Linked DNA regions of Mus musculus: all the other regions are linked to region 3. Evidence: chromatin contacts called from public Hi-C and HiChIP or PLAC-seq data. All regions are on one chromosome and are shown on one strand. Each heading gives the region's core, a stretch centred on a gene start, on an enhancer-like site or on the middle of the called end of the contact. The rest is flanking DNA. Distances are from core to core; before and after follow the strand shown. Region 1 has its middle 45 kb from the start of Gm52636. Region 2 has its middle 64 kb from the start of Gm52636. Region 3 holds the start of Pdgfc (platelet-derived growth factor, C polypeptide).

Region 1 (4,895 bases), core at 2,118-4,617, 550 kb before region 3:
GAGCAGAGCCAGAGCACCTGACCCCAAAGCCTACTCCCACAGTGAGACTTCCTCCAACAAAACCACACCTCCATAAGAACACACCTCCTAATAGTGTCACTGTCTGTGGACCAAACCTATACAAACCACTCCAGGTAGCATATATGAGAGAGGCTCAGAGTTTGATCCCTAGAAATTAATAAAAAGAAAATCCAAATCATATCAACATCATTCTACCAATCTTCTGGATTACTTTCAACAGTGAGTCACAAAGTTTCACGGATATAACTTGCTCATATATTTCTAATTTATTTAACACGAAAATCAAAATTATTTTGCTAACACCTTTCCACGAAAAAATTAAAAAGTGAAATTAATCTCAAAAAAGAAAGATGACCCAAATTCGAGTCTGTAATATGAAAACCATGTGAAAATGATTATTTTCTTTTGGATATTGTATGTAGGAGCTTTAAAAGTAGGTAATTAGCACATGACTTTTCAGAAGATTCTATTATAGTGTTTACGTTTTTTTAAAGTGTATATTCTCCTCACACTGAAGGAGGTGACCTATCAGTTACAGAGAGCCTGTACTTCTCCAACAAATAGCCTTACATCCTTGGTTTAGTTATTTACTCAAGTGGGAAGCAGTGCTAAATCGCTCCAGAAAATGTTGTAAATCTCCTAAACATGAAATTAAAGTGAGCCTTCTCTGAAGAAAGACTCTTGAGCTTCTCTATCCCTCACTAGGTGTCCTCATCTTTTCAAAGCGGATGAGAAGACTTTGCTGTACATATCTGGAAAGAAATACATTGGGTCCTTTCAGAACTATCCTATCCTCATATTTGAAATCATTCACTGTATTTTGTGTTCTGGGGAAGGCACGAATGCTCTTCCTTAACACACTGGATTGTGTGTAAGGTGTGTACTGGTCTGGTCTGTATTCTGTTTTTTCTGTATTCTATGTTGGTGTTTGTGCTGCCTGCTCCATCATTCCTGTGAACTCTACCACATCCTTCATTTCGCTGAATGGGTTTGGGCTTTACCACTCATCAGCATCTTCCTTTACAGTACCAAACTTGATCTGTCAATTCTTCATGGTAACCAGGCTGTTCCCTGACATTGATCATTTGTCTGTAGTGATCAGAACCTTACATTGTTAAAGCCATCTGTTCCTTTTAAGTTTCCCATATCCAGAATGAGATGGCAATTTTCACATCCATCATAGTCTCTCTTTTTGTTAACCATACATTTACACTGTTACTAGAGATGTAAGCTTTCTAACCACTCTGGCTATTATGGCCTTGCCTTCGCTTTATCTCCCCTTTTGCATTCAGCTTTTCTACTGAGCTTTGATCCATTTGTCCTAGCTCTAGTACAACTGTTTCTTCTTTGATGATACTTTTAAACTCACATTTTTCTAATCAATAAACTGCCTAGAAACACTTCAATAGTGGATTGATCAGTTTACCTGATTTCTTTGTATCATTTTTGTTAGTGGTGCTGTAAGGTCATGGTATGTGAGGCCACAAGGACTGGAGCATGTCTACTGTCCTGGTCAACACTATATAATGTGTGCACCGTAGATGTGTGAATAAAACAGCTATAGTTTTCTTCGGCTCGGAACTTGTCTGTTTGTCTGCACTTACCACTTCTTTCCTCAAGTCCATATTCAATGCAAGCTCTTCATCTATTTAAGCCTGGATTTCTTCATTGTCGCCTAGAACTTGGCCATTAATACCTCCCAGAAATATTACATTCAGCACATCCTGTTATATGTAGCTGGGAATTTCTGTTGAATTTGTGTCAAAGAAAGTGAATTGCTAATAACACCACACATTGTTTTGCTTTTATTTGTTTCCCTGCGATAATAACTATTTTTAACATTTCAAAACTTAATCTATGTGGAACATCACAATTCCAAGATTTATAGACAATTTTGACCCTTCAGAATAAATAATATCCTCCCTCACTTTCTTTTATATCTTTAAAAATAAGATGAATTTTATTTTATGTGCACAAATTCTTTTTTTCTATATGCCTGTAATTCCATTACCTGGTGCCCATGGAGTCCAGAAGATGATTGTCAGAACCCATGGAAATTTGGTCAGGGAGGGTTGTCAATCCCCTATGTCTGTGTTAAGATATGCGCAAAGGTATTCTCTATGACTTGTATGTGTGTTCTTAATCACTGAGCCATTGCTCCAGCGGCATTTCTGTGTTTCTAAGTCTTTAATTTTGATGAAACTTCAACAGGAATTCTCAAATGTCAGGAATAAAATTGATTGCAAAGTTTTCTCATGAGAACGTTTATTGTAATATGTGATAGCTTTATCCCAACTCCACTTCACGTAGAGCACTCCAGAACAGTTTCCTAAGGCCCAAGGCCTATTCTAGGTAAAATTGATCTTCTAAGCTAGCTTTTGGTCAGTGATTCTTAAGCTTCCTAACACTGTGACCCTTTAATACACTTCTGCATTTTATTGCGACCCCCCAAACCATAAAGATTGCTACTTCATAATTGGAATTTTGCAACTGAAATGAATAACAATGTAGATATCTGATGTGCAAACTATATGATATAAGACTGAAGAGTCATTAGACTGCCAAAAGGGTCACTAGCCACAGGTGGAGAACCCCTGTTGTAGGTAGTACAGTGAGCCACCTGTGTAGACTAGAACACACTGAGAATGTACTGAAAATAAACAGAAAAAAATCTACATAAACTATGAGCTTGTTTAAACAGCTTGCCACAGAGAACGTGCTATCATGTCACATTTTATGGGTCACATATGCAGGTTTTTCTTCATATTATTTGGACTTATTTTTCCTCTTAGTTTATAGTGGTCATGTGCTTAATTAATTCTTAGGAAAGTTTGAATAGTTGGAGTTTTTTTCCCCCCATATGAGTAGAGAAGAAACTTTGAAGTCAATCTTTGGCAGTGTGATAGGGAACAGATACATAAACATAGAACCTCTAACTGAGCTCTCTGTACCTTGAAACTTTTATTTATGGTTAAATAAAATACACTTTTCAAAAGGGTACGGTATGTTTCACCCATTGATGAAGCAAGCATCAAGTGGTTTCTCTCCAAATTGAAATGAAACATAAAAGTTCACTGAAAAGCAAACCTCAAGCATTTAGTATCTCAGAAGCTTTTAGTGGCTCATGACTTGATTTATTGACCACGAGAGCAAAGAAATAACGAATTAAATTAAAACAAGGAGTCGGATCTTTGAAGTTAAGTTTGTAAAAGTGGCTCAATCATTTTTATAACAAGGACAAATGATTCTGTTTGTTCCTTTGGGTGAGGCAAGCAGGGTGGTGCTGGGGAGGGAGGGATGAGCAAGGAGCTGCACTCTGCTCTCTTGTTGTCTTTGTTCTTTGAGAACTTGGAATCTACAAGGATTTACAATGTGCATTATCCACGCATGAGCCTCCAGGAGAGAATGAACATGTGCTGGAAGGCTGAGAAAGATGAAGATCTTCTTTCTATTCCAACAGAAAGATATATAACACATGCATAAAAGCACGAAACTATTAGACAGTAAAATCCCAGACTGTGGCTTTCAGAAAGGATTTTGAGAGTGTGATGCTGGACATAAATCAGAAGGTACGAGTCTGTGCTGTAATGGTGGTTCTTTGACATTCTAATTATCCACAGAGCAATTTATCCATGTTAAATGTACTTACTCAATCTGCTTTCTTGAGCCAGAAACCAGCACATTCCAAGCACCTCATGCACAACTACAGGAATTTTGGCAAAAAACATGTGCGTCTCTTTATTTCAGAACAGTATGATGATATACTATGTACCCACCTGGACTTGAAATAGTTTACATACACACTTTGGTGAATAAAACCCTTCATCTACTTTAAGGAAGTGGCTTCTTTTCAATTTCAAGGAATATTATATTTAGCAATAATATATATTTTTAAATTGCTGATAGCATATCTGAAAATTTCTCAATGAAATAATTAGATGCAAGGTAAGTATGCTAATTAGCTTTATTTAGTCACTGTGATGGTTTGTATATGTTTGAGCCAGGGAATGTGGCCTTCTTTGAGTAGGTGTGTCACTGTGGGTGTGGCCTTTAATACCCTAGTCTTAGCTGCCTGAAGTAGGTGTTAACTAAGTAGCTGCTAACACCCTTCAGATGAAGAAGTAGAACTATCAGGTCCTCTTGCACCATGCCTGCCTGTATGCTGACATTTTTCCACCTTGATGATAATGAACTGAACTCTGAACTTGTAAGTCAGAATCAATTAAATGTTGTCCTTTTAAGAGTTGCCTTGGTCATGGTGTCTGTTTACAGCAGTAAAGCCCTAACTAAGAAAGTCACTTTACAATGTACATGTGCATCAAACCATTATACCTTACATTCCATAAACACACACACACACACACACACACACACACACACACACACACACATTTATATAATTATGCATCAATTAAAATTCAATAAGGCAAATGAATGTATTAAAACATACTACTAATAAACATGAATATATCACATAAGCCTACATAATAATTGAGGAACTTAGGCAGATCATATTGCCACATAAGCCAGTACAGAGAAAATTGAAGCCTGTGGATAATCCTCAAAACAGAGAAGAAGGACGGCATTGCAGAGTATTTGCAAAAGAAGCCAGTGAAATTTCAGCTGACTTAGGAGAGTTGACCAAAATGATGCATTTGAAGATACTGTCTTGCTTCTTGAACATTTGCAGTTCTGGCTTATCAAGAAGAAATGGCCTTTAGCTTAAGGGACCTAAGGCCCTTTGAGAAGCTCAGCTGGAAATGTTTTGTTTTTCATGTTTTCTTGTGCTGTAAACAATAGCTTGTCATATACAGGTGAATAATTGTAGGTATCATGTCTATAAATGCTCATGCCAATGCTCAGAGTTTAAATAA
Region 2 (4,849 bases), core at 2,225-4,724, 530 kb before region 3:
ACACAAAACTATATTTTTGTGATGGCTTGTATATACTCGGCCCAGGGAGAGGCACTATTAGAAGGTGTGGTCCTTTTGGAGTAAGTTGGGCCTTGTTGGATGGAGTAGGTGTGACACTGTGGGTGTGGACTTTAAGACCCTCATCCTAGCTGCCTGGAAGTCAGTATTCTGCCAGCAGCCTTCAGATACAAATGTAGAACTCTCAGCTCCTCCTTCACCATGCCTGCCTAGATGTTGTCATGTCCCCGCCTTGATGATAATGGACTGAATCTTGCCAGCCCCAATGAAATATTGTCCTTGTAAGAGCTGCCTTGGTCATATTGTCTGTTCACAGCAATAAGTCCTAACTAATACAATCTTTTATTTAGCAGTTTGTGGTACATTCTCCAAAACTGTCCACATAGGACACAAGTGACAAGACAAGGGAATTGATATAATTGCCTGCATGGGATCAGACCTTCTAAGAATAAAGCCAGATAACATCATCAACAATGATAACAACAAGAAGAAACAACCACAGAAAGTTTACAAACTCATGAAATCGGAACAACTCACTACCAAATACTTTTCAAGACAGAAATTAAGAAGGAAATCAAAATTTGTAAAATTGAATGAAGATTTAAACACAACATCCTCAAACCCGTGGAATACAGTAAAGGCAGCTCTGAGAGGCAAGCTTGTAATACTAAGTGCCTACATTTAAAAAACAACTAAGGTCTTTCTTCCTAACAATTCAAACACACACTCAAAAGTTCTAGAACAACAACAACAACAACAACAACAACAAAAAACAATCAAAAGGAGTAAACAACAAGAAATGTTCATAATGAGGGATGAAATCAATAAATAAAACGGAACATACAAAGCATCCACGGAAGAGAGTTAGTTCTGAGAAATTCAGTAAGATTGATGAGCCTTTCGCCAAATGAACTAAAATGGACAGAAAATGATACAGTAATAAAATTAGACAAAGGGAGGACTTAAAGCAAGCAACTAGATAGAACATTAAAATAGCTAAAGGAAATAAGGAGAATAAAAATATGATACAGAGAAAATGCAAATAGGGAGAGAGAAAACTATTTTTATTTGCAGATGATATAAGTGTGTATATATAAGAAACCTTAAGCATTCTAACAGAAAACTTCTATAAATGATATAAACACTTTTCAGCAAAGTAGCCAGATGCAAATAAACACACAAAAAAATCAGTAGCTTTCCTATATATGAACGGCAAAAATGCTAGGAAACAATACCTTTCATAGTAGCCTCAAAAGAAATCTTGCTTTAACTCTAACCAAGCAAATAAAAGACTTCTATCTTAAAACTTTTGGATACTACAGAAATGAACTGAAAAAGTTATTAGAAGACAGAAAATCTCCTATCTTAATGGATCTGTACAGTTAATATAGTAAAAATGTTCATCTTCACAAAATCAATCTGCAGATTCAATACAATCATGTGATGGCTAACAATTTATTTTTTAACCAGGATCTTTGGCCCAGGCTATATATTAAATGAACAGAACATATTAAACGCCTAATGCCTATCTAGGCTCTAACATAGAGCATTCATAAGGAAGTCTTTGGAGACAGAAATTCAGCATTCATTTCTAAAAGTACTTTGTGGGATTTTAATGTTCAAACAGGGCAGCAGCAAGTCATTTGCCTAAGCAGTGAGCTAAAGTTTCAGGATGTCTTGTTGTCTGCCTTCTCAACTGGGAACAATTTTGCTTCTTTGGGAAATGCTTAGCTCAATCTGGGGATGCGTCCCATGTCACGCTTTGAGCATGCCTTGGGTTAGTGTGAGGAAGTTGTTAAGCATTTTTCAATTCACTGCTTACCACAGAAGGAAATATTTGTACCCAAATGCCAGTGGTGCCAAGAAATACAGAATTTTTTGTATTTTGATACAATTGCCTAAAGCTCATGTTCCAGGAAACTGAAATCATGGCCATTTTTATATAGTCATTTGCAAAGGATGTGCTGCTTTATAGACTCATGAAGGATCTCCCTTGCCCTTGCTATGATTTTTTTCTGTTCCTAAGGCTATTGTTCTTCCCTATTGCCTGTTTGCAAATAGATAAGTGCTCTGCCAATTAATTAGCTAATTGAGTCACTAATTTTTGTATGTTTAACATTTTTTGAGTTGCCAATGCAACTGGATTATTATAGTAAATAATAACTTCCCATTAAAGGGAGAATGTAATGTAAATCAGTAGCCTATGATATGGACAGCCCAGTTCTCAATGGCCAAGTGGTTGCTTGTCTCATCTGGCTTCATTTTAATTTTATTTAAGTGGTCAATTTTTCACAGGAAAGTCTAGTTATATACTGAAACAGCTGTATAGTTATTAAAATGTAGAAATCTTTTAAACTAATAAGCCTAAGAAAACTTAATAAGTTTCAAGCCATCTTTGGGAACTGCAGCTGATGATAGATTTGGGGTTTGAAGGACCTGAAAAGGCTAGAAGAAGTTGGGAATGCTTTTAGTCATGGTAAAGAATGGTTGCCTCTCAAGTGTTCCTACTGAAAATGGCCCATACAAGAGTACAAAGTTGGAGACAGGAACTCTGCTAACAAAATAAGTATGATGTGATAAAGAAACTGAAGATTAAATCCCAAGGTAAATACAGAAGTAGTTTTATACCTCCTGCTATTATAGTGAACTTGGCTGAGTGTGTGTACTCGTTAGTAATCAAAGGATTAGTTTCACAGGAAGATAAAGGGGCAGCTTTAGGTGTTGGTATATTTATTTTATTTCTGACTGATTATAGGTGCATTTCCAAGTCTTTATCTAACTTCTGCTTGGTTAAGGTAACCATATTCCGCTTTTTCTGTCAGGAAAACAAACTGTAGATATGAAGTTCAGATTGTTGCTTAGAAGCCCTTGGCGATTCGGGTTGCCCAGAACGTCTATGAAGTCAGAGAGGTGTGCATAAAAGCTCAGACTAGCGTCAGCCTACCTGCCACACCCATTCAGTAGGCCTAGACCCAACTGAGGACATTTAACTGGTGCCTAGCTATGTTTAATACAAACTCCAGAGACAGCTTCTTTTCATAAATATTTTGTTTTACATAATTATTGCTCAATTCTCATAACTGCTTTTGCCTTGCACTTTTGATTTGAACTTTGCTGAGGCTGGAGACCTGCCCTGAACTCTTGCCCAAAATAGCTTTTGCCAGCTCCTTGATCATTATACCACAGCTTCTGGTCTCCGAAGACTCCTACTGAGCAGAACTGGGTAAATGCAAAGGGTCAGAATTAACACATGCTTCTCAAGCGGGTGTGTGAGAGTTAGAGTGAAATCTAAAGGGAATATATGTGGGGCAGTTAAGAGTGGATACTGACTGAAAACCAGCCTCTCTTGATCACAAAATAACAAGTAAGCTTTCATGGTTTGATCCTGAATGAAAAACAAAAACAAAAACAGAAGTAAAACACTCACAGTGATGCAAGTTGGCTTCTGAGTCAGGAAGGTTTTGGCTTGCACCATTTCCCAAATTGGCACACTTTTTGGAAATGATGTTCAAGGCAACTCACAGAGGAATGGAGAATGCAGTTCCCCCTTCTCTGAAAGAATATACTACCATGCTTCTATCTCCAGGACATGCTCACCCTTCCCCTTCTGGAGGGAGATGTCCTCCATTCTAGTTTGTTACTCATTTTGAGGTAACACAGCACTCTGCAACAATGATTGTCAAAGGATCACATAACACTGGCTGAGTCTGACTCATGAAGTATTCAATTAGCTCTGTGAAATATGAAGGGATCTAAAGGAAGCTGATTAAAATAATCTTCATTTTATGCTTCCAGGTTATTTACTATAAAGATACCCAGTTTTATAGAACCAAGCAAAAGGAATGAGGTTGGTGTTTGGTGCAAATCTTATGTCCTCTTCCAAAGATTTTGGAGCAATGGTTAATAAAATCATGCTGCCCATAAACCAACTTGGTATTAGAAAGTAGAATGCTAGAGATGTTTCGTCTGTAGCCACACTGGAAGAGATGTTGGTGTAGATTTAAGTAGTTAATGAGAGGACAGTCTTCACTTCACAGTGGAAAATTTTGAGACAGCATTATCGCTCAATAATGGTGAGCCTGATTCAGGAGGAGAGCTCTCAGTTCCAAGGACTGAATTTCACAGGAAATCCAGCTAATGTTTAGGGAATTATTGTTGTCATGGAACAATGGATTCTGCCAGCTCCTTATTGCCATCTTTTACACTTCTGGTTTTCTGTTTTTATCCCACTTACTACTTCATGATACTTTCAAATGTTATGTCTTTGTGTTTAGTAATCACTGCTGAAAAGAGAATAGTCTTATAGTAAGTAGCTTGATTATTAGAATTCTGTTTAGATACAAATTTATCATGTACATTTTTACACAATTTTATACTTTGACCACTTCTAAATAAAATCAATTTCTCTTAAGATTCTTGCATTTTTCAAAATAAGCTGCTGAGTTCATCTCTTGCACAATCTTGATTCCTGAATGTGGTTAGTGACTCAGTGCCTTCTCCTAAAAGTTCTCTTTGATGTAACCATTTCTGGGGGGATATTGTAGATGGGTAACTTTCTACAGGAACACATGGTAGGGAGGACAGCAAATGAAAACATGGTCCAAGAAAATTATGTCTGAGAAAAGCACAGCAACATGAACACCAGACTGTGTATTTTTATGAATGTTTTAGGAAAGTTTAGAAAGTATCACACTTCACCATGAGGTGAATGAGAATTGGCCCAAGTGCAATACAACTTAAAAACAGGACACGTGATGCAATGACATATGAACAGTCAAAGAACTAGTACATACCAAGTTTAATTTTCCTTTCTTCCTTGTTGAAATAGGTT
Region 3 (4,216 bases), core at 1,416-3,915:
ATTTTAAACTAGACATTTATTTTGTGTTAGAAAGGACAAAGGTTGGTTGGATTTGCTTCCTGCCTGGGTATAGCTGGTGTTGTGGCTCCTTTGATCTCTCAGGTCTCTGCAGGCCCTATGATTATAGATAGATCACTAGGCTGCCCTTTGATCAGCAGTTCAAGAGCCTTAAGGTGCCACATGCCATCACATTAGCCAGAGGTAAGGAGCAAGCATACCAAGAAACACCATGCTATTACCCTGGCCCAGCAATGCATAGGAATGATGAAGAGAACATATGTATTTTTGGACTTTGTTTTAAGATGTGTCCTTTATAGAGTTGAAATCCAGATGTGAAGCCTTGAAGCAATATATATATATATATACATATATATGTATATATGTATATATATATCACTCCATCCTCATTTCCCAACTGTCTCTGGCAGTCATCTTACCTGGCTAGTGAAATTGCATTGTAAATAGATAACAAAGTAGGAAAAACATGTATATTTCCCTCTTAAATAGCAGCGAGAACCTCCCCTTGTATTGTAAACAGGGTATTTAATATTCCAGTTTTAGGATGCCTACATTAGCATTGTGGTTTCATGTGTGGTATAAAATTTCTATTTACAAAAGAGTCTCAAAAAATGGCTTTATAGTGGTAGATCAAGAGCAAAGGAGTTTAGAAATTGAATGCTGTGAATCATATGGGGTTCAGAGGCTAAGCAAATTACACCCCCGAAGCTTCCCTGGACTTATGAAAGAGGCTTTTCTCCAGCTCTGTGCAATCCCAGCCCAGGGGAACTCGCATCTGAAAGTTTTCTAAACATTTCAGGTACACTTGAAAGCTGAAAGTAATTCTCATTTCCTATGCAGGATTAGATCGCTTCCAACACACACAAAATAGTCATTCATGAACATACAAAAAAATACACCACCAAAAGGTGAGGGTTTCGGGGCACAAAGGCACGTTTTAAAAAAAAAAAAAAAGTTCAAGAGAAAAACCATAACCAATTCCTTTGAAAATGTCCAAGTGGCCTCTTGACCTCTGTATTTCTCACCTAATTCTTTATTGGTGCCTGCCTTCCCATAATACAGTGTTTCGATTAAGGAATTTAATACCTTTCCTGAATTCTCCATTCTTAACACCCCCCCCCATACCTGCTTAAAGTCAAACTTGCCACGACTCATTCATTTTGGGATTTCTTCTTAAAGGCAGTTCTTTTACTTGTAACTCTGGCCATATGCCACCTAGCAATGTGGTCACAGTTGACTTTTCCAATCCTTTCCATAGCCCATGCGTCCTCTCCACTCTGAGGTTGCGGGGCACTTCCCGCTCCCTCTACTCAGTGAGCTTCGGAAGTTGCAAACTGCCGAAATCTGCCCCCACCCCAGAAAGTGCACGCGGACTCAGGAAACTCCCATCTGCAGCGCCAGAGACCCGACCATCAGCTCCACGACTGGAGGACCCCACATGCCACCGCACAATGCCAACCCGAACGCACAGCGAGACGCGGGAAGGGGGAGGAGGGGGCGATACTCACCGTTCTGTTCCTTGTCGCTGGAGAGCTGCAACTTGCTGCTCAGGTTGGACTCAGCCCGAGTCCCCGTTCTTTGGCCGGCCAGGGCAGATGTCAGCAGGAGGAGGCCGAGGAGGAGCATTTGGCTGACTGGGGCGAGGGCTCACTCGCGGCGGGCACTGGGGAAGCGACGACTCCAAGGCTCAGCCCAGCCGGGGAAAGGCTGCGCTGCGGTGGAAGCGCCTGGCCGGCTCTGGCAGCAGAGAATCGCAGGGTAGTTTCCACATAATCCCATCCAAAAGTTTTTCCTAGAGCCCTCTTCTGTGTCTCCAGTTTTTGAAAAGGATCAAAGCAAAACCTGGACCTGAACCAGTTTCCCAAGGTTTAAACAAATCCTGAGCTGTGCCGAAGTGCGGGGGGTGGGGGTAGGCGAGGGAGGAAAGAAGGGGTGGGGACGCGGGGGAGCGGCGATGAGTCGTGGCGACTCGCAGGGAGCACCTGTCAGTTTGGGGGACAGGACACAGGCGAGGACTCGGGGTCCCGCCAAGCCAGACTGGAAGCCAGGTCGGCAGCGAGGCGAGCACCTTGGGATCAATGACAAAGCTGCTGATCGGGGCGGCAGGCGGCGCCCCACCCCCACCTGGGGGGAGGGGACCGTGCCCTGCGAGTGCCGCGCGGGTCCCGGGCGGGCAGAGAGGCCGCGGGGACGACTCGGGACTGGCCCGGATCCACCGCGGAGCCTCCTCCTTGCTGCAGTCGGTGGCCACCGAAGTTCCCTCGGGTACCGGCGAAGTGCTGCGGGAAGCCGGGAGAGCTTGGGCGGCTCGGAGTCGCGAGCGCTCGGATGCCTGCCCTAAGGCAGGGCAGGACGCAGGGCTGAGGAGAGGTGGCGGCTAAGCACGGGCGGCTAAGGGAAGGCCTGGCTGGCCTGGAGGATCGCTCTTGTCCCCTCCCCGTCTCCACTTTCCCCCAGCGGGCGGCGCGCGGGGCGCGGGGCTGGCGGCCGGGCGGGCGCGGGGGGCGCGGGGGGCGCGGGCGGCCAGCTGGCGGGCCAACAGGTGCTGGCGCAGACAGGGGGCACTGCGGGCCCCGCGGCAGACGGAGCCCACACTGCGGCGAGGAATGCCGCCAGGCGGCCCCCAGCTTCCTTTCCCCTGGGCGCCCCTAACCCCAAATAAGGAGTCTGCGGGCTGTTCAAGGGTGCTGCAAACTCAGAGAAAGAGAGAGGGAAAAAAAAGTAGGAGAGGACAGCCACTCCTTCTCTTCTGGCTCTCCCTGGCTGTAACTTGTCTTTCATTCCTAAGGGGATCCCCACTCCCAAAGCGCTTTGTCAGGACTCGTGGCCAGAGTTCTGCACTGAAGGAGGGAAGTTGAACTCAAGATGCTTCCAGAATGGCTCTGTCTGAAGGAGAATGAATAAATCAAAAGTAAAGATAAAGTCAGAGTTGTAACATGAATTGAAGCCATGCACCACTGTATCCACATGAACCCTGTTTGGAGAGGAACTGGGGTTGGAGGGTACCACTGAGCAGAAGAAAGAGTCCCTGTCCTTTGCAGCTGGGTGCTGCATGATAATGAAATCTAGCTCCTAGAGTGTCTGGGGACATAGTGTGGCAATTTACACATAGGCTGTCCTGGAGCCCCTAATGTTTGAACTGGTTGCCTTTATGCACGAAGTGCTTCGTGCTGAGACTAAAGTTCCTATGGGGTTATCTAGAATGAGAAAAACATGTTAGTAGGGCCTAGGGTGGTTCCATGTGCAATACATGTGTCTCTGATAGGATTCCAATATGCTTTCCTTATCAGAAAATCCTCGTGAAAGCGTTGAAGGCACAGTAGGGTTTGAAATCTAAACAAAAGATGCATCTTTGGATGGAGGGGTAATAAAAAAAGAAAATGAAAATAAGGAAAATAAAAATAACATTAGAGCAAGCAAATGCCTTGGTGTGCAGTCAGACAGATGTATCACCAAGTACTTAGTTGAATCAGTCAGGGCATGCAATCCAACCATAGAACCAAGGTAAACATAATCCTGAAACCGGGCATGACCTGGAGACAGAAATAAAAGATGGGACCAGTCCAAACGATAAAATGTTAATCTTTTCCTTTGTTCTTGGACACCACTGGGGCCTACCAAACAACCCTGTTCTAGCCAGGTCTCTGTCCTCTTCTCTCTTCCTTCAAATGAGTACTTGACAGGTTGTTCATTATAACTCCTGCTTGGCATCCAGGAAGTCCCCGGGACCAAATAAAGAAAGATGCTGTTCTCCTGTGAAATCCTTACAAACCTGTTCCATTCATTCATTCTTATCTGTGGGATTTCCACCTTTACAGTGTTGGATAGAAAGTCTCTTGCTTAGACTTTAAGTGTATGGATGTTAATGGTACAAGCCTTGTTACTTTATTCAAGTTAGCAGTGCATCATCTTCAGTGCCATTCCATTGTGACATACGTGTATTCCAAAAGTGTTCTGTACATTCCTGAATATGCAAAGGAGAGTTCCCAATTTTAATCAAAATGAGACACCAAAAGGCATGCTTTCTCGGTAGATCTGTTTGCAATCCAATCCATTAAGGTCCAGTTTTTGTCATTTACTTAGTTTTCTGATCAAGGTTTTGTAAATGTGCTTTTTTTGCATCTCCACACAGTTGGAGTTCTTGACCACCCACATAGGATACGTGTGCACTCCTACTTAATCCATTTGCACTCCAAAG

What was found. A called contact is a pair of places that touch in the nucleus more often than the background predicts. HiChIP or PLAC-seq counts read pairs in DNA pulled down with a chosen protein or histone mark.
Region 1: a Hi-C map of uterus shows a contact between it and region 3, with 3 times the contacts expected there. The contact joins the enhancer-like site here to the promoter of Pdgfc in region 3. A contact is called at or near these places in 11 of 39 promoter capture datasets (the 3T3-L1 cell line, 3T3-L1-derived adipocytes, the C10 cell line and 7 more), 9 of 484 Hi-C or Micro-C datasets (cerebral cortex, cortical neurons, embryonic fibroblasts and 3 more), 4 of 115 datasets of contacts at active chromatin or transcription factors (bone marrow-derived macrophages, cardiomyocytes, embryonic hindbrain and 1 more) and 3 of 9 other capture datasets (adipose tissue, embryonic stem cells and liver).
Region 2: an H3K4me3 HiChIP or PLAC-seq map of bone marrow-derived macrophages shows a contact between it and region 3, with 11 times the contacts expected there. The contact joins the enhancer-like site here to the promoter of Pdgfc in region 3. A contact is called at or near these places in 10 of 39 promoter capture datasets (the 3T3-L1 cell line, 3T3-L1-derived adipocytes, cranial neural crest and 6 more), 1 of 15 datasets of contacts at CTCF or cohesin (large pre-B cells), 12 of 484 Hi-C or Micro-C datasets (3T3-L1-derived adipocytes, the C2C12 cell line, the HPC-5 cell line and 7 more), 9 of 115 datasets of contacts at active chromatin or transcription factors (the NIH/3T3 cell line, bone marrow-derived macrophages, cardiomyocytes and 5 more) and 3 of 9 other capture datasets (adipose tissue, embryonic stem cells and liver).

Annotation. Positions count from the first base shown.
Region 1 is chr3:81,582,288-81,587,182 of GRCm38.p6, reverse strand. No RefSeq gene overlaps it. Among named protein-coding and RNA genes, the nearest start is that of Gm52636, 45 kb to the left of the region's middle. Within about 2 kb of position 3,367, at least 6 of the 459 cell types and tissues checked have an H3K27ac peak or open chromatin away from gene starts, as enhancers often do. A contact at or near this core is called in uterus, where this site is marked.
Region 2 is chr3:81,562,721-81,567,569 of GRCm38.p6, reverse strand. No RefSeq gene overlaps it. Among named protein-coding and RNA genes, the nearest start is that of Gm52636, 64 kb to the left of the region's middle. Within about 2 kb of position 3,474, at least 17 of the 459 cell types and tissues checked have an H3K27ac peak or open chromatin away from gene starts, as enhancers often do. A contact at or near this core is called in 3T3-L1-derived adipocytes, adipose tissue, bone marrow-derived macrophages and 1 more, where this site is marked.
Region 3 is chr3:81,034,865-81,039,080 of GRCm38.p6, reverse strand. Pdgfc (platelet-derived growth factor, C polypeptide) reads right to left here and starts at 2,665. Exons shown (of 6, transcript NM_019971.3): 1 at 1,527-2,665. The coding sequence starts at 1,644.